Regions from separate parts of the Mus musculus genome. Here regions 2, 3, 4, 5 and 6 are each linked to region 1. Evidence: chromatin contacts called from public HiChIP or PLAC-seq, capture Hi-C and promoter capture Hi-C data. All regions are on one chromosome and are shown on one strand. The core of a region is the stretch at or near the end of the contact, and the rest is flanking DNA. Distances in the headings are between cores, read along the strand shown. Region 1 holds the start of Pym1 (PYM homolog 1, exon junction complex associated factor). Region 2 has its middle 3.7 kb from the start of Gm51819. Region 3 holds the start of Tespa1 (thymocyte expressed, positive selection associated 1). Region 4 holds the start of Slc26a10 (solute carrier family 26, member 10). Region 5 holds the start of Gli1 (GLI-Kruppel family member GLI1). Region 6 holds the start of Shmt2 (serine hydroxymethyltransferase 2 (mitochondrial)).

Evidence for each region. Promoter capture Hi-C pulls out the DNA fragments that hold promoters and counts their contacts. HiChIP or PLAC-seq counts read pairs in DNA pulled down with a chosen protein or histone mark. Capture Hi-C pulls out chosen DNA fragments and counts their contacts.
Region 2: a contact with region 1 is called in a promoter capture Hi-C map of liver, with 4 times the contacts expected there. The contact joins the enhancer-like site here to the promoter of Pym1 in region 1. A contact is called at or near these places in 3 of 39 promoter capture datasets (the C10 cell line, liver and pre-B cells), 2 of 484 Hi-C or Micro-C datasets (CD8 T cells and regulatory T cells), 3 of 115 datasets of contacts at active chromatin or transcription factors (memory CD8 T cells, regulatory T cell precursor and thymic regulatory T cells) and 2 of 9 other capture datasets (liver and macrophages).
Region 3: a contact with region 1 is called in a promoter capture Hi-C map of pre-B cells. The contact joins the promoter of Tespa1 here to the promoter of Pym1 in region 1. A contact is called at or near these places in 2 of 39 promoter capture datasets (the C10 cell line and pre-B cells).
Region 4: an H3K27ac HiChIP or PLAC-seq map of double positive thymocytes shows a contact between it and region 1, with 8 times the contacts expected there. The contact joins the promoter of Slc26a10 here to the promoter of Pym1 in region 1. A contact is called at or near these places in 1 of 39 promoter capture datasets (embryonic stem cells), 2 of 484 Hi-C or Micro-C datasets (B cells and CD8 T cells), 2 of 115 datasets of contacts at active chromatin or transcription factors (double positive thymocytes and large pre-B cells) and 1 of 9 other capture datasets (liver).
Region 5: a contact with region 1 is called in a capture Hi-C map of macrophages, with 3 times the contacts expected there. The contact joins the promoter of Gli1 here to the promoter of Pym1 in region 1. A contact is called at or near these places in 1 of 39 promoter capture datasets (embryonic stem cells), 1 of 484 Hi-C or Micro-C datasets (B cells), 1 of 115 datasets of contacts at active chromatin or transcription factors (large pre-B cells) and 3 of 9 other capture datasets (adipose tissue, liver and macrophages).
Region 6: a contact with region 1 is called in a promoter capture Hi-C map of pre-B cells, with 4 times the contacts expected there. The contact joins the promoter of Shmt2 here to the promoter of Pym1 in region 1. A contact is called at or near these places in 2 of 39 promoter capture datasets (the C10 cell line and pre-B cells) and 1 of 9 other capture datasets (macrophages).

The regions. Positions count from the first base shown.
Region 1 is chr10:128,747,113-128,749,809 of GRCm38.p6, forward strand. It overlaps Pym1 (PYM homolog 1, exon junction complex associated factor), which reads left to right and starts at 1,343. Exons shown (of 3, transcript NM_001170869.2): 1 at 1,343-1,454. The coding sequence starts at 1,421.
Region 2 is chr10:127,155,054-127,157,750 of GRCm38.p6, forward strand. No RefSeq gene overlaps it. Among named protein-coding and RNA genes, the nearest start is that of Gm51819, 3.7 kb to the right of the region's middle. Within about 2 kb of position 1,363, at least 9 of the 459 cell types and tissues checked have an H3K27ac peak or open chromatin away from gene starts, as enhancers often do. A contact at or near this core is called in liver, where this site is marked.
Region 3 is chr10:130,321,488-130,324,184 of GRCm38.p6, forward strand. It overlaps Tespa1 (thymocyte expressed, positive selection associated 1), which reads left to right and starts at 1,365. Exons shown (of 9, transcript NM_183264.4): 1 at 1,365-1,482.
Region 4 is chr10:127,179,277-127,181,973 of GRCm38.p6, forward strand. It overlaps Slc26a10 (solute carrier family 26, member 10), which reads right to left and starts at 1,306. Exons shown (of 18, transcript NM_177615.4): 1 at 955-1,306; 2 at 349-459. The coding sequence starts at 1,297.
Region 5 is chr10:127,340,269-127,342,965 of GRCm38.p6, forward strand. It overlaps Gli1 (GLI-Kruppel family member GLI1), which reads right to left and starts at 1,311. Exons shown (of 13, transcript NM_010296.2): 1 at 1,291-1,311; 2 at 937-1,050.
Region 6 is chr10:127,521,081-127,523,777 of GRCm38.p6, forward strand. Shmt2 (serine hydroxymethyltransferase 2 (mitochondrial)) reads right to left here and starts at 1,364. Exons shown (of 12, transcript NM_028230.4): 1 at 1,208-1,364; 2 at 1-35. The coding sequence starts at 1,240.

The DNA.
Region 1 (2,697 bases), core at 93-2,592:
CATTAAAGTCATTTTGAGACTTGAATTGAAAGGAGAGAGGTTAAAGCTGGGAGAATTGCAAGGAGGACAATGTGTGAGCTTTTGAAAACTTAGTTGAGGTTCTTATTAGCCTGTTTTGTTTCTTTTTTTTTTTTTTTTTTTTCCTTTTGGTTTTTTTTTTTTTTTTTTTTTTTGGTTTTTCGAGACAGGGTTTCTCTGTGTAGTCCTGGCTGTCCTGGAACTCACTCTGTAGACCAGACTGGCCTCGAACTCAGAAATCCTCCTCCCTCTGCCTCCACTGGGATTAAAGGCGTGCGCCACCACTGCTCGGTTGTTTTGTTTTAAAGTAGAACATATTGTCTACTACTGAAGTACTAATATTTCCCCACTTCTCAATTTGAGAGGCACTGTTGGACGTTAGTGTAAGCCAAAGTTGGGCAATAGAAGAGGGTGAAAGAGTTAAGGAAAAAGCTTTGTAGGAGGAGGGCAGACACCTGAGGAGAGGAGCTTGAGCCAGCACCTTCCTGACAGAAGAGGAAACAAGTTTAACAGGATTTAGCCCCAGAGGAACTAAATTGCTGATGGAGGAGGGGAGGGACCGGACCGGGCTTTGGCGCTCCTTCCAAGAACAAGGCACAACCTAACAAAGGGAGTGGCCTCACTGTCCCGGTAGATTTAAGGGTGGAACTGCTCGCGGTAGCCAAAGCTAATCCGAAGTGTGGGGCGCGGCTAATTAGAATACTGACTGGGTCCGCCCCAAAAGCCTTCACCCCGTGCCCTCTGACCCGAGAGGATCCAGTACTGAGCAGCAGGCCAAGAAGTTACCTCGCCGGCCGCTGAATCCCCAGGGCTGCCCGCCCCAGTTCAGTCATGGAAACCGCCAGCACCCCCGAGGCCACGGGGACAGGTGACCGACTCGCAGTGCGCCGATCTTTGCGCACCCCTTCGTAGGTCTCTGATCAGTTAACCTGGGCGGCCGAGAGTGGTCGGCGTGCCGAGTAGACCTGCCCACTTTTAAGTGTTAGCCCGGGTTTTCGTGTATCCCTGGGGCTTCTTTGCCCATGCCAACACGCGCCCTAGGGTTTGGTGCAGGCGAGGGGCCTTGCATATTCCTTTCCTCTTTTACCAGCTTTCCTGCTGGGTCCCGGTGGGCCTTGAGCCTGCGAGGACTGTCTGGGATAAGGCTTATGCCCAAACTTCTCTCCGAGCCCTAGGGATTGTTTTATATACATCAGGAGGTCAACAGTGGCGTCGGTGGTAGTCTAAGAGCCCATGACTGTGAGCGTCTTACACTCGCCTTTTCCGCCTCCCGCGTCAGAGAAATGGTGCAGTCTCTCTTTAAGATTAAAATGGTGGCTTGCTAGGATGAGGACTCCACTTCCGGCGGGGAGGGGGGCGGGACCCCAGCCCGCTCACGCCGGAAGTGGTTCGGGTTCTCAAGATGGCGACTCCCTATGTAACTGACGAGACCGGCGGTGAGTGCGGGGATCGCGGAGCCGCCTCTCCCGGGATTCTTGGGTTAGGGGTTCGGACTTGGAAAAGGGTTTGTGCCACGCCCATCCCGGGGCTCCTCCTTTGCCACGCCCCCGTACCGCCTTCCCCATTCATTCCTTTTGGGTTGTTACCTGCGCCCCCTTCTGGTCTCGTGTTTTTTGGGGGGGGTCTCTGCTTCCGGTCTCCCAAACCCTGGGGTCCTCCAATGTCCCCTGCTCCGGGACCCTTAGGCGCTTCAGCTCTTTCTAGCTGTTGGAGTCCCGTACCTTTGCAAGGTTCTCCAGCATTATGGGCTCCTGTGCTCAGTTCCCTCCAATTCCAACCCCCTTTCTCCCTCCCCCATTTCTTACTGTTGTACCTGCTCTCTACCCTTCCCTGTTTTCATTCTTTCTCTCCGGGCTGTGTCTGCTGATGATCTCATTGCTACATAGTGCTTTCTTCTTCACTCTTTGCCCCATCTTCATTGGGTGGGGGTGGGGGTGGGTGTCACTGAAATCCAGACGTGTGAAGGGAAGAGGAATTTAACTTTCAACTTGACTTTTCTCCTTGGTGGAGTTTTCCATTTAAAGTGGGAGAAAACAAACAGGAAAGTATCTACTGGCCTTTCTCTCAACGTCTTTGATAATTGATAGAACCCCATGATTTCTTAAAGGTTGAGTAGCACTTCAGTCGAGCTGTCTGAAATGTTGGAAGTCAGCTGTTTGTGTGTGAAGCTGAGAATCGGTTTTATGTTTTTGTCTTGTTTGTAGTTGCCTTGTCTTTAGGATAATGTGCAATATTGACTTCGAGATGATCAAATAGATATTTGGAAGACGTAGTGCAAGTACCCGGTGACTGTTTTTGTAGCCTTCATCTTGGTCTTCATATGTGACTAGGGTTTTGTAGAAGTGATCCTGTGATTGTGCGGTAATGCACGGTGTGTTTTAAAATGTGCCATTTATGCTTCTTGGTTTGCTTTAAATGTTCCTTATTAAAATTAAAAGCATGAGCCACTGTGCCCAACCTTTAAAAAGCAACTTTCATCTTTAACACTCCAATCCCCAGATGTGATCTCACTATGTGGCCCTGGCTGGCCTAGAGCTCACTGTGTAGACCAGGCTGGCCTTGAACTCATAGAGATCCACTTACCTCTGCTTCCCAAGTTGTGGGATTAAAGGCGTCTAATACCATGACAGGCAGTTTGCAGCTTTTAATGTGTACCTTCTTATTCTTTTTATATTCCAT
Region 2 (2,697 bases), core at 113-2,612, 1.6 Mb before region 1:
CTTGCCTAGTATGTGTGGTGCTGAAAAAAGAAGAAGGAAAAAATCAACTGGTAAGGCATTGTTCTCTTCAAAATCCACTCAAGCATGCCCACCTAAATTAGTGTGAATTACTGAGAACGACCACGCACCCACTATGTGGGTGCTGGGCTTTGAACCTGTTGGGGTTTGAGAACCACCTCACTAACCACAGGAACACAGATCTCAGTCAGACGCAGTGATTTATTGAGCACAAGTTCCGGGACTGATTGGTCAGGGCCATGGTTCAGATTTGGGAGCTGAACTGTGACATTGAGTTAGATCCTACAGGGGGCCAGGCGTGCTGGCGCACGCCTTTAATCCCAGCACTTGGGAGGCAGAGGCAGGCGGATTTCTGAGTTCAAGGCCAGCCTGGTCTACAGAGTGAGATCCAGGACAGCCAGGGCTACACAGAGAAACCCTGTCTCGAAAACAAAAAACAAAAACAAAAGTTCCTACAGGGGTTTTAAGCCTAAAATCCACAAACGTTTGTGCCAAGTTACTCTCCCAATCAGGATTTAGGGATAGAGGATTTCCTTAGGAGCATGTCTTTCTTGTTCACGTATCCTGTTCCCATTGGTTGGGGTATTCAAGTCTGGCAGGGGACTTGTCTTGTCTAACATTCATGTCTTAACTTGCCAACCAGGATGTCAATTGCCCACATACAAGTCTCTTTCTTCTAAGTAGGATGTCAGTTCCCAGGGTGGTCTTGGGAACTTAAACTTTACTCAATCCCTATTCAAAATGGAAGTCTTATTCCCAACACTTTCTTATATCAGTGCAGGTCTCTCTTATGTTGGGGTCCATCCCAGGGGCAGGTTATAAAAGCCAACACCATAAAAGCTCATACATAGGTGCAGGGCACACTGCTGGGTGGTTGCTTTGGGGCCAAGCTTATTGTGGGTAACTCTACAAAGCAGTTTGAAGATAGATTGGCTTCTATCGTGATTGGTTTCCAAGGGCACAGGACATAGCAGAATATGAAATCAACCTGGGCATGAGGAAGTTTCCTAGTACCTGCAGAAACAAAATAGGAAAAAGCTTCCTTATAATATGAGTAAGAGCACATGATGACAAACTGCCAGGTAACACTTACCTAGGCCTTAACATCCAACCCTCCATCTGGGTCTTAATATTTTACCTAGGCCTTAACAGAGCCCAGGTCCATTAGAAGAGCCCAGTGCTCTGCACAGCTGAGCCATCTCTCCAGCACTTTACAGAACAATCTGAGAGCAGGCTGTGTACATTATGTCTCCTTGATGCTTTGCATTTTAGAGTACACCTTTGAGAACAAGGAGTTTCTTAAACACCAGTTATCAACTTTACGAAACAATATTTACCTTTTAGCAATTATCTTTTAGTCAAATTAAACATTAACTTTCATTAACCTACCATCCTTATTCCTGTTTGTGAGCTGCCCTCAAAGTTTTCGTTACAGCCATTTTCTTCCACTGAGAGCCAGGATTTAATGTAATTATAATAGTTAATGTAATGCATTATATTTAAGATCACATCTCTATTATAGTCTCTTTTCCCCCTTGTTGTTACAGGATTCTTAAAACTATTTTTTTCACAGAACAGAGTCAAATGACTCATTTGTTTTCAGAGTCATCCCAACTGTAGGCTGCGAGGTCTGAAGTTTGGACTGCTGAACTCCAAAAGTGTCAGTGTTTGTTAGTACCCAATCTGCCTTGATGAATTGCCTGTGTCTGTCTCTGTCTCTGTCTCTCTCTCTCTTTCCCTCTCTGTCTCTGTGTCTCTCTCTGTGTCTCTCTCTTTCTCTCTCTGTCTCTCACTATCTCTCTCTGTCTCTCTCTCTGCCTCTCTCTCTCATATCTTGACATTTACTTGGTGTGGTTTGTTGTTTGTTTGTAGAGACAGAGACTCACTATATAGTGTTGGTTGGCCTGGAACTCACTATGTAGACCGGGTTGACCTTGAACTCACAGTGGTTTGCCTGCTTCTGCTTCCTAATTATTAGGATTCAAGGTGTGTGCTACCATACCTGGCATATTTTTGTTTTAGTTATGAGTATGTGTGTAACTATGTATGGACATATATATGCCTATACGCACACTCATAGGTATCCACAGAAGCCTGGAAACGAAGTTACAGGCACTTGTGAGCCTCTCAACATGGGTTCTGGGAACCTGAGTAGGGTCCCCTGGAAAAGCAGCAAGTGTTTATTTAATTTTTAAATTTATTTATTTTAAATTTATTTATTTATTCATTATTTATTTTAAAAATAAATAAATGAGTACACTGTAGTTGTCTTCAGACACACCAGAAGAGGGCACCAGATCTCATTACAGATGGTTGTGAGTCACCATGTGGTTGCTGGGAATTGAACTCAGGACCTCTGGAAGAGCAGCCAGTGCTCTTAACCAGCTAAGCCATGACCACTGAAGACAGTTACAGTGATTTATTTATAATAATAAATGAGTGGGGTTGACCAGAGGGAGCAGAGGTCCTAAATTCGGTTCCCAACAACCACATGAAGGCTCACAACTACAGTGTACTCATATACATAAAATAAATAAATCTTTAAAAAAACAAAACAACAAAAAAAAAGAAGTTCCTTATTCATCTTTAGTCTGAAAATTTCTCAGTCTTCCTTTGGAGTAATAATAATAATAATAATAATAATAATAATAATAATAATAGACTAGCATTTTAAAAACT
Region 3 (2,697 bases), core at 115-2,614, 1.6 Mb after region 1:
CATCTGGGTTCTTTCCAGCTTCTGGCTATTATAAATAAGGCTGCTATGAACAAAGTTTGGAGATGTGACGAAAGGATGGACCATCTAGAGACTGCCATATCCGGGGATCCATCCCATAATCAGCTTCCAAACGCTGACACCATTGCATACACTAACAAGATTTTGCTGAAAGGACCCAGGTATAGCTATCTCTTGTGAGACTAGGCCGGGGCCTAGCAAACACATATGTGGATGCTCACAGTCAGCTATTGGATGGATCACAGGGCCCCCAATGGAGGAGCTAGAGAAAGTACCCAAGGAGCTAAAGGGATCTGCAACCCTATAGGTGGAACAACATTATGAACTAACCAGTACCCCGGAGCTCTTGACTCTAGCTGCATATGTATCAAAAGATGGCCTAGTTGGCCATCACTGGAAAGAGAGGCCCATTGAACTTGCAAACTGTATATGCCCCAGTACAGGGGAACACCAGGACCAAAAAGTGGGAGTGGGTGGGTAGGGGAGTCGGGGGGAGGGTATGGGGGACTTTTGGGATAGCTTTGGAAATGTAAATGAGGAAAATACCTAATAAAAATATTTTAAAAAAGAAAAGAAAAAAGAAAATGAACATGGCTCAGTGAGTAAAGTTGCCTTCTAATAAGCTTGATGACCTGAGTTCAAACCCAGGATCTACATGGTGGAAGGAGAAGATTGACTCCTTCAAACTGTCCTCTAACCTCCACATGCATGCTGTGACAGGGGCATGAACACACACACACAGAGAGAGAGAGAGAGAGAGAGAGAGAGAGAGAGAGAGAGAGAGAGAATGAGAGAGAGGGAGGGACAGAGAGAGAATATGCACACACAGAAACATAGATAAATCCAATAAAAATTTTTAAAAAGAAGTTAATGCATAAAAATTGCTTTCATTAATAGTATTTATGAAGAAGCTTCTGGGGGGTCTACCTGAGTGTGAAAGAGTTATGAAAAATCCCAAGTAGGGTGAAGTCCTCAACTATAGAATAAATGTGAGTAGATTTTATGGAGAGACAAGTCTAATTTTTAAATCATTTTCTACATTTTCTATGTACATTTGGCTACAGGAGTAGATTCTAACTGTTTCTAATTATATTAGAGGAAGACTTTTCCAGATTCCCATTGTCTAGTGGGCAATACCCCTCCCTAGGTGTAAAAAACTGAAGTCGCTGCAAGCAGCCATTTCAGGGGATGGGCTCTGCCTGTAAGCTTATGGGTGATAGATGCTTTATTCTTCTGTCTCCTAAGCTAGAGCAGAGGATGTGGCTGGCTAAGAGGCAGAGGCCGTGCAGATGCATGTACAGATATCTCTGTGTTCTCTCACATCCGCTTCCTCTTTTGAGCTGACAGTTGAATGAGAACAGAGAGAAAGTCACAGTCTGCGATATGAAACTATCACACAGCCCTCATCTCTAGCACCACTCCTGAGAAAGATTCAACCCTGTTTCGAGAACTTTCTTACCTCTGGTAAGTGTAGTTTTCTTTGGCTTTAGAGTGGAACTGATATAGAGTTATAGATAGTTATAGAGAAAAGGATATGGGTCAGGGGGGAAAAATCTGGCCTCCAAGTTAAGAGATTTATCAGGAGAGAAACTTTCATTCCTGACCTTAACTCTACAGCCTCATCATTGGAACTATTGAGCAGAGATGCCTCTTCCCATCCTCCTGGCTACCAGATGTTATTGTTCTGGGGTCATGAATCATGGCCTTTTTGATGAACTGAATTGCTATTCACAAAATTCCTTTTTTCTCATGAGAATTCTTAGCATCTTGCTAAACTCATATGTGTGGCCATTTAATTCTATTTTCAATTATGAAAAGCTGTGAACAAGAGAAGTTTCCTGGTTTGATGATAGGTTCTTTTTAGTTCCCTTATCTCTGAATTTGGGAATATACAAACCTGGCCTGACTTTTCTCTCAGCTTTTCTTTGGAATCTTCAGCAAAAGATGTGGAGATAAAGTGTTGTGAGGTATATAAAAATTACTATGTGGGAAAATTTGCACAGTTGGATAATGACAGGCCAAATTTACTAAAGGCCCATGGTTCACATTTTATGAAGACTAGGGTTTTGCCTTATATCTCATTTAAATATGTTGACCTCTCAGTGACCTATATAATATTGGGGCTGGCATCTCCAACACCCTTTGTTTCAGGGTAGCTATCCATCTGTATCCTGGTAAAGGAGGAGGCATGGAAATATCATTCACACTGGGTTTTTCCCACAACCCACTTTATCCCACAACCCATTTTATCCCACAACCCACTTTATCTGTGGGTAGAAGAGGCAATGTAGGGATTTAGGGCAGAGCCCCATCAAGATAAAAGTGTACTGTAGAAGTAGTTTAGTAAGATAATAAGCATTTAAAACAATGCCCAAGGAAATATTTGTGACTTCGTATATCACAAAGGTCCTTAATTGGAGGTTTTATACAATTCATGAGTAATTAGAGGTTGGAAGCTTGCAAATGCCCAAGCTTCTGATTCAGCAGATATTCAGCTTGAGCAGTAAGAGCCAGGGATCTGCAGGTCCTAAATCATGACCATTGGTTTAAAAAAAAAAAAAAAAAGAGCTCAAAAGGCCAGGTTTGTTGGTTGACTTCTACAGAAAATGTTATCATAGATAGCAAGATAAAGCTATAGAAGGAGGGATAGAAAAAGAGCCAACAAACACAGGCACTCAG
Region 4 (2,697 bases), core at 56-2,555, 1.6 Mb before region 1:
CTCCAACAAGCCTAGGGAGGCGACAGAGTTCTGTGCAAAGGGGGTGGAAATGGGTTGTGGATCCCAAGAGAGGTGGCAAGTAGGAGAGGGAAGGGGGCAGAGGGGAATACAGCCCCAAAGCTTCCAAGTAGCAGCCTTGCTAAGGTGTGTTTGACCCCTGCTTTTAATCCCAGCACGCAAGTGGCAGAGGCAGGATCTCTGAGTTTAAGACCACCTGGTCTGTGGGGAGCTTCAGACCAGCTAAGACTATAAAATGAGACCCTATCTCAAGGGATGAGGGTATGCCTCAAGTCCCTGTCTATTTTCATCCCAAAGAGAAGCAAAGTCATGAGCAGTGTGGCCACTCACCAGTGGACAGGTGTCTCCCAGTGCCCAGTAAACTGTAGATGAGAACAGGAAAGAAAGACGTGTAGAGTCCGAACACCGGGGGCACCGAGGTCAGGAGGGCAAAAGCCATGCCTGGTAGAAAAGTAGAAGGAATCGGGGTGGGGTGGGGTGGGGATGGGATGAGGGTGGGGATGGTGGGGTGCACAACCTCCAGATACTGCCCTTCCCAACACTCTTGGGTTGACACCAGATACTATCAATCATGGCCCCGGAGGGAACGGAAAGGTTAATTAATGGGCCTCAGTGGGAGGTCGTGAGGCTGACAAGGTCACAGATCCTTGCCCACGTCCTGGGTGGCAGGTTTTGTGCCTCTCTACAATTCTCTGAGGCAGAACAGAGTCCAGTATATCTCGCAGAATTGCACAGATGTGGAGGGATGGGGGTGGGGAATTATGATGGAGTCCCTTAGTCCTCTCAAACCGAACCTCAAGCTCCTCCTCTCTGATCCTCCCCCATGCAGGGACACAAGTCCTCCACATCACTGCTGGACTCTCAGCTTCCCAGGGCCCTGCCCTGAAAGCCCCCCATAACTTGGAATTCCAACGGGCTGAAGTTGGGGACTCTTACCCTGGGGCACGTGCACAACGCCCACGGTTACTCCAGCCACAGCATCTCCGAGCAGCCAGGCTCGCCAGCGGTATTGGGGCAGCCAACGCAGCGGGGGCAGCCGTGCCAGCAGCACGCGCCACGCCCCCGGCCCAGAACAGGCGCTGGCTCGCCTCCTCCGCAGCCTGCACAAGCAGGGTAGGCAGGGCTCCGCTGGCAGCTCCGGCTCCGGCTCTGCGCCCCCGAAGAGCTCCTGGAACCGAGCGTGGGTGAGAGGTTCTCTGAACCTTGAGCTCAGCGGAGACTTAAGGTCAGAAACCTCTTCCGGATCTGAGCAGGTCCCAGAGGCAAGTGGCCCACTCATTTTGTCCTTGGCCCCCTGCAGCATCTCCTGGTCTTAAATACCCTCTGTTCCATCAGCTCTGAGCCCGCCTCTATAAAGCAGGGTCCAATCCGGACCTGTAGGGAGTACTCTCTAGAGTACCTCCTTGGGTCAGGCTTGGGTGGAAAAAGTCCCTGTGTTAGGCGTTTCCTCAGATATCCTTTCTTAGCTCTGCCTAAGAACCTGGGGGCCTGCTGTGAGGATGTTGAGGAACCATAGGGAGATAAGAGACCCACAGTCACTTCCAGTGACCCTCATCGCTTCGCTTCTCAGGGACTGGGAGGCATTTTTTTTTTCTTCATTTGCACTTTGAGCAAAGACAGAGCTGGTTCCTTTTGGGTCACAGGTCTTCTTTCCCTGAGCCTCTGCATTCTCACCACCACCACCACCACCACCACTGCTGGAGCACAAAATTCACAGCCAGTTGGGATTCCCCACTCAAATCCCATTCCTCATGTGGCAAACTTGCCCCAGTAAAGTACAAGAGGCCTTACTGTTTTATAAGCATGGTGAATGCGACAGGGTGCATGGTGAATGGGACAGGGACAGGGACCCACTCCACCCTCTCTAATGCAGATGGCTGGGTTTGATTTAGGGGAAAGACTGAATTAACAAAGACATTTTTATCTATTTGTTAGGAGCCCCAAAGTCCTCTAATACTGTTCCTTACATCCAGTGTTATTCTCCAAGTAGGCATTTAGAAGTACACGATTAAACTAAGGGCATGCCGTGTGCTGCTGGAACCGCTGCCCGTTGCTGCCTTGGGCACCTTGTCACCACTGGCAGTGGTGGGCCTGGCTGCCGCAGGAGCATGAAGGGTCCAGCCACCCACCTCATGTACCCCTGAAGAGACACAAAGGTTCTGGGCCCCAGGATTTCACTGTTTGCCGTCATCCACTCAGAGATGCTTCGGCACCCCCATCACCCTGTGGTTCCCCCAGTCCCTGACCCCAAAGCCCAGGGTGGGGTCCAGAGAGGGTGGGCCTCTCTTCTTCAATTCCTCCTATTGTTCCCCAGAAATCTTATCTGGGCTTCACGTCCTGTCCCCCCCTTAAAGATCCCTCCCCTCATTGTCAGCCACAGAGACCTGAGGCTCCCATATCTCCCCCCCCCCACCCCCCACCCCAGTAGTCTATTGTCTGCTGAGGAAGCCCCAGTGCACGTGACTGAGCCCAGGGGACTGACGGACACGGTGGACACACAGATACATAGGGACCCAGAGGCAGTCATATGGGTCTCCACACACTTGCCTGTCTCTGTTCCAGAGGCTGTGCCAGAAGCTGGGAGGGGCAGACATCTTCAGCTCTCCACATTAGCTCCGAATTTAAAGAATCTATTCCTACTCAGCGTGCACACACCTTACCCCTTTCCCTCAAGATGGC
Region 5 (2,697 bases), core at 61-2,560, 1.4 Mb before region 1:
AAAGAAGTGCCTGTGTAAATAAGGTGTGCGCGGAGAGGACACCTTGGATTCCTGGGTATCTCCGCCGGCTTCCTAAGGGTTAACCCCTATAGACCCCCGGGAACCCCCTAGTGACGTCAAGAGTGAGTCGGAGACGTCTGTCCGGCGGGGATGCCCAGAGAGATAATGGAGGGGGGTCCTTCTGAACCCCGCCCCCCTAGGGTAAATCACCCGCGTTCACGAACTTTCTTCCCAGAAGAAAACTGCCCATCTTTTCTCCCCGTACTGGAAGGAAAGACCTATACCATAAAGTCCCTGGTTCTCCGGATGCCCCAAACCCTCGGCCTCTACGGAGTTTCCTTTCCTTGATGCTGTTCCCAAAGCTAACTGTCCTGGGTTGATTGTTTCAGGGTCATGGGGCCTGAAAGAGGATTCAGAGCGGGGAGCAAGGGCAGGCAGGGTGGTCTGAGCCAGAGGAGGGGCCTCGGTCCCCAGATCCCGCTTGGGCGGGGGGCCAACAGGGATACACAAGCTGGCAGTAGCCAGTGGTCCCGCTCTGCCCCAGTAGGGGTCTCCCGGCGCCTGGCTTCAGCTGCCCCGGTGGTCCTGAGGTCAGAGGGTCAAAACAAGGTCTCCCCAGCTCTTCCTCTTCCTCGGGGGCCCTGCCCACAGTCTTTGGGAACTCAGAAGTCCAGAATTCCTAGGGATTTTCTACGGCCTACACCGCATGTTAGGAAACCCACCCAGCCTCCTCCCGAGTCCAAACCCACTCCTTTGCCCCTAAACCCCATGTGCACATCTGTCACAGCCACAGGTCAGGAGTCCAATCCCAGCCCGGCCCTCAGGGGTTCTGTTGCCTGGCACACCGCTACTCCCACCCCACTGAGCGCTCCCTTCTTTTGCGGTGGGTCCCGTCTTAGAAACACTGACGTCTTCCAACGGCGCTCAGAGACGCACCTGGAGTTCCCTCTACCACGCAGACCTCCAGCTGGCCGTCCCAACTGCTTCTTCATCCCAACCTCAAGAAAGGGAGAGATTTCTAGTATGTGGGAGAGGCGCGGACAAAGAGACCTGGGACAGACACAGATTGTCAGAAAAAAAGAAGGGGATGCAGAGAAAAGAAGGCACAAATTAAAGCAAAACAAGAAAACACCCAAACTTCCTAATTGCTCTCCCCAAACTCTCCCAACCCCATATTGCCTCTGAGCCCCAGGTCTCCTTCTGGGATAGGGTGAGTCCCTAGGCGTCAGAGCATCTCCTCAGCCCCTCCCCCATCGCTCCCAGGTGGTCTCCCGCCTGCCCCCCTCTCACCTCCGTCGGGGCGCGGTGCTCGGGATGCGTGGTCCAGGGCTGGAAACTGGGCTGGGGGGGGGGGGAGGTGTGTGGCGGGGAGGGGGGTCACAGGGCCACTGCAGCGCAGCTTCAGTGCCACCCCACCCTCCCAACCTGGCCCCCAGCCCTCCCGCCGGCCCAGCCCGCCGGGCCTCGAGCCGGGACCACCCGCGAGAAGCGCAAACTTTTTTTTTCCCCTTTGCAAAAACTTTTTCTCGCTGTTGCCACCCGCACGCTACGGCTCTTCCCGCTCACTTCCCTCGTATATCCTTCCTTCGGACCGTTCTAGAAGATGAGCTGGGTGGATAGAAGCTAGAGAGGGGGTGCCGGGCTTATGGCACCCCCAGGACCCCCAGGATCCTCCCCCTCCCTTGAGGGACCCTATACTGCCTACTACCCCCCCCCCCGCCCGAACACGCTGCTCTTGGTGGACAGTAAATCCCGGCGCGGATCCCTGGATCGGCTGTCCACGAAGAGGCTCTGAACCAGAGCCAGGAAAACATTGAGGAAAATATTGCGCGGCGGGAGAGGGAGGGGGGAAAGCTCACCCAGAAAGTTAAACCAGAAGCCTCGGTCTTCGGCTTCATTGGTCGTAACTGAGCTTTCCCCATGTCGTGGTCTGTAGGCCAGCCTCACTCTTTGGATGGAACGTGGAGCATTTGGAGAGTTGGGGTTTGGGAGAAAGAAGTTGGGTTGACTGATGTAGAGGAGGGGAGGGGGTGCGACCTATGGAACATGAAGGAAGAACACGGGCTAGAGTTCTAAGTGCAGAATGTGCATTCACAGATCACTGAGGACAGTGGTGCTCTGTGTAGAGTACCTCTCTGGAGAAACTCCGTTCTCCATCTCCAAATTCTGGACGCAGTTGCCACCTCCACACCTCTCTCTTTAAGGCTTTTCGCGCCCTCTGCTGGTCGTCCTAGCACATGGCACCCCTCGGAGTGGAAATGATTGCACTGGCGAACTTAAGGAAATTTGACAGGTTCCTGTCCCCAAAGCCCAATCGGATGCCCAGGGAGCTGCGTGAGCTCAAAGAAACAGAAGGGCACGCCAGGGAAGATTGCGAGCCCCTTGGGTAGTTCGTGATAGGGGAGTACCCTGTCTCTTTGAATCTGTGTTACCATGGTGACTGGACACAGAGAGAGGGCCTCTATTTCAGTTTCCCACCTGAGAAAGACTCAAAAGCATGGCGGGGTGGGGAGAGAGAGTCTTCCCTTAAACAGATCTCTCAGGCCATAGCGCTGTTTTTAAACCACCTTCTTGGCTCTGCAAAGTAAGTGTTTTTTGTTTGTTTGTTTTTTGTTTTTAAATTAAGATGGGCCAAGCAGTGGTGGCATACACCTTTAATCCCAGCACTCGGGAGGCAGAGGCAGGCGGATTTCTGAG
Region 6 (2,697 bases), core at 114-2,613, 1.2 Mb before region 1:
GCCATGCAGACCAGCTGACCACATCTCTGCAGAGGCTCAGGGCAGAAAGGCCAGGGTTAATTAAAAATTGTCCAGATCTCTTCTCCCAGCTGCCCTCAGTCATGGGTACAGATCGAGCCCTCTGGCTAAGTACGCAGCCTGGTCCGGCCAGCAGTCAGTGCTCTCTACCCCCACTTTCATCTTGAATAGCAAGTTCTAGAGTCAAAGGTTCAGATCATTATCCAAAGGGCAGTTTTGGTCAACTCTAACACAACGCATCCCTAATCACCCTGAGTGACTCTGCAAAGTCACAGAGCAAAGCTTGTGCCCCAGAAGCCCATGTCCCTCCAATTCAGGTGAGAGACACTGCGATTCCAGAGTCTCCCCACACACAGGAACAAAATGACCATCCTAAGGTCCTGGCTGCTCTTGTGGGGGACAGCGGTTCATCTTCCAGCACCCACAAAACAGCTAACAACCATCTGTAACTCCAGTTCCAAGAGATCTGATGCCCTCCTCTGACCTCTGTGGGTACCCAGGCATGCACGCAGTGCACACACAGTGCAGTTAAAATATTCATAAACATAAGAGGTGGACTTCCTGCAGGGCCTCCGGACATGAATACCTCCATGAGAGAAGATACCAAGCTAACAGGGCTTAACACCAGAGGCTTTTAAAGGGTGGTTTCCAGAGCAACCTTTAAAAAGTAGGAGGATAGACTTTTAAGCAGTTCTTGGAAAGAGTTGTGTACTGGCGGGAGTTGGGGTAGGCTGAAGGTGTTTGCCCAAAATCTTAATTTTATCTCACACTCACAGACACACACACACAGCACCTCGCTACCTCCTTCCTGCCCACACAGCAGCAGGACCCTTGCGTGATGAAAGTACTGAGGCTCGGTTGCATCATCTCCATAGCTCAGAGCTGGCGGGAAAAATTCAACTAGCGCATCGAAGCCGGGAACCCCACTTGTTTGCTAGGATATTGTTAACACAGCGTCTGCGGACCTTTACCTTAAGAGTCGTGTCAACTGGGTGACTACAAGACCCTACCTAGGTCGTCTGATCGCCAGAACTAGGGGCCCAGCCACCGCACATGTGCTGTCTCAGGGATTTCCTGGTTAAGCATCTGTTCCCCGAGGCCCCAGAACACGTGCAGCAAGGAGCCAGGAGAACCCCACTTTGGGTGGGCCTTTCCACTGATCATCCAGTAAACAGAACCCTGTTCTTACCCGAGTGGTCCGAAGCAAAGAGAAGGATACCATCGCTACAGGAGGCACAGGAGGACTAGCCACTAACTCTGTATCGGTGTAGTACCGGGGTCGAAAACCAGCTGCTCTTAGAACGCGTGCGCGAGAAAATTGCCCCCGTGAAGTTCGAGTGAAAGAGGCGTTCCCTGCGCATGCGCAGTACTGGGTTTTTTTAAAAAATTGCCTTCTGGGAATTGTAGTTTTTTACTTTGCTCTTTCCCATCTATACAAGTCCCGGTATGGAGAGCTTTGCCTGAAAAGTTCTTAGACTTAAAGCTCCTCCATGTCCTTTCTTGAAGCTCTTCAGAGTTTCTGTTTTGTTTTTCCTTCCGGTTTTCCAGGCAAGCGCTTTTTGGTTTGTTTGTTTGTTTGTTTATTTTCGTGTGGTTTATGCCTACCAAGCATATCTAGCATATGGTTCTCAGGGAGATTTAAAACATATTTAGAAGATAAATACACACAGTGAAAGCAGATATAGTTTGAAAGGGTAAAAGACTCAAATCCTTGCTTTAGGATTACAACACAAAGTCCTCCGTTTCTTCCAATGTTAAACCATGACATTGTCATTCCAGTACTAGGGAAGTGGAGACAGAGAGATTGAAAGGTCAAGGCTAGTAGCCTCAGCTACATGTGAAGTTAGAGGACAGTGGACCTCAGATGAGCCTGTCACACTTTGCCCACTCCAACACAAAGAGCTTGTAGAAGGGATTAAATGAAACTTCGCATTCGGACGCTGGCTCCGGTGGGTTGTCCTCTTCCCCTGACTCACAGCCTGCCTCCTCTGTGTCTATCCAGCTGTCAGGTGAGAGCAGAGTAGCCATCCCTCCTCTTCTCACACGGTTTGCATTCGTTTCTTATTTACATCTCCCTTACTCCCCAGCAGTCGCCCACTTCTTTTTTTGTTTTTGTTTTTTTTGGGGGGGGGGTTGTTTTGTTTTGTGTTTTGTTTTTTTGTTTTTGTTTTTGTTTTTTGTTTTTGTTTTTTGAGACAGGGTTTCTCTGTGTAGCCCTGGCTATCCTGGAACTCACTCTGTAGACTAGGCTGGCCTCGGACTCAGAAATCTGCTGGCCTCTGCCTCCTGAGTGCTGGGATTAAAGGCGTGCGCCACCACCGCTTGAGGACATCTTCTTAAGGCCTCTGCTCAGAGACACACAACCAAACCTCTTGGGGATTCCAGGAAGCAGTGGTTTTGAGAACCATTGGCCTCTGATAGCCATTTTATACCTTTACTCATTCAGTAGACATTTAGCCATGCCTTAGCCCTGGAGACACAAGGGGCTCACTAATAGTGACCCAGACAACACGAAACACTTCACTTTGTTCTCTTATACCCAGATAAGAGGGAGGGAGGGAGGGAGGGAGGGAGGGAGGGAGGGAGGGAGGGGGGGAAGGGGGGAAGGGAGGGGGGAGGGATGGATGGAGGGAAGGAGGGAGACAGAGACAGAGACATAGCCCTGTGAGTCAGGTTTTG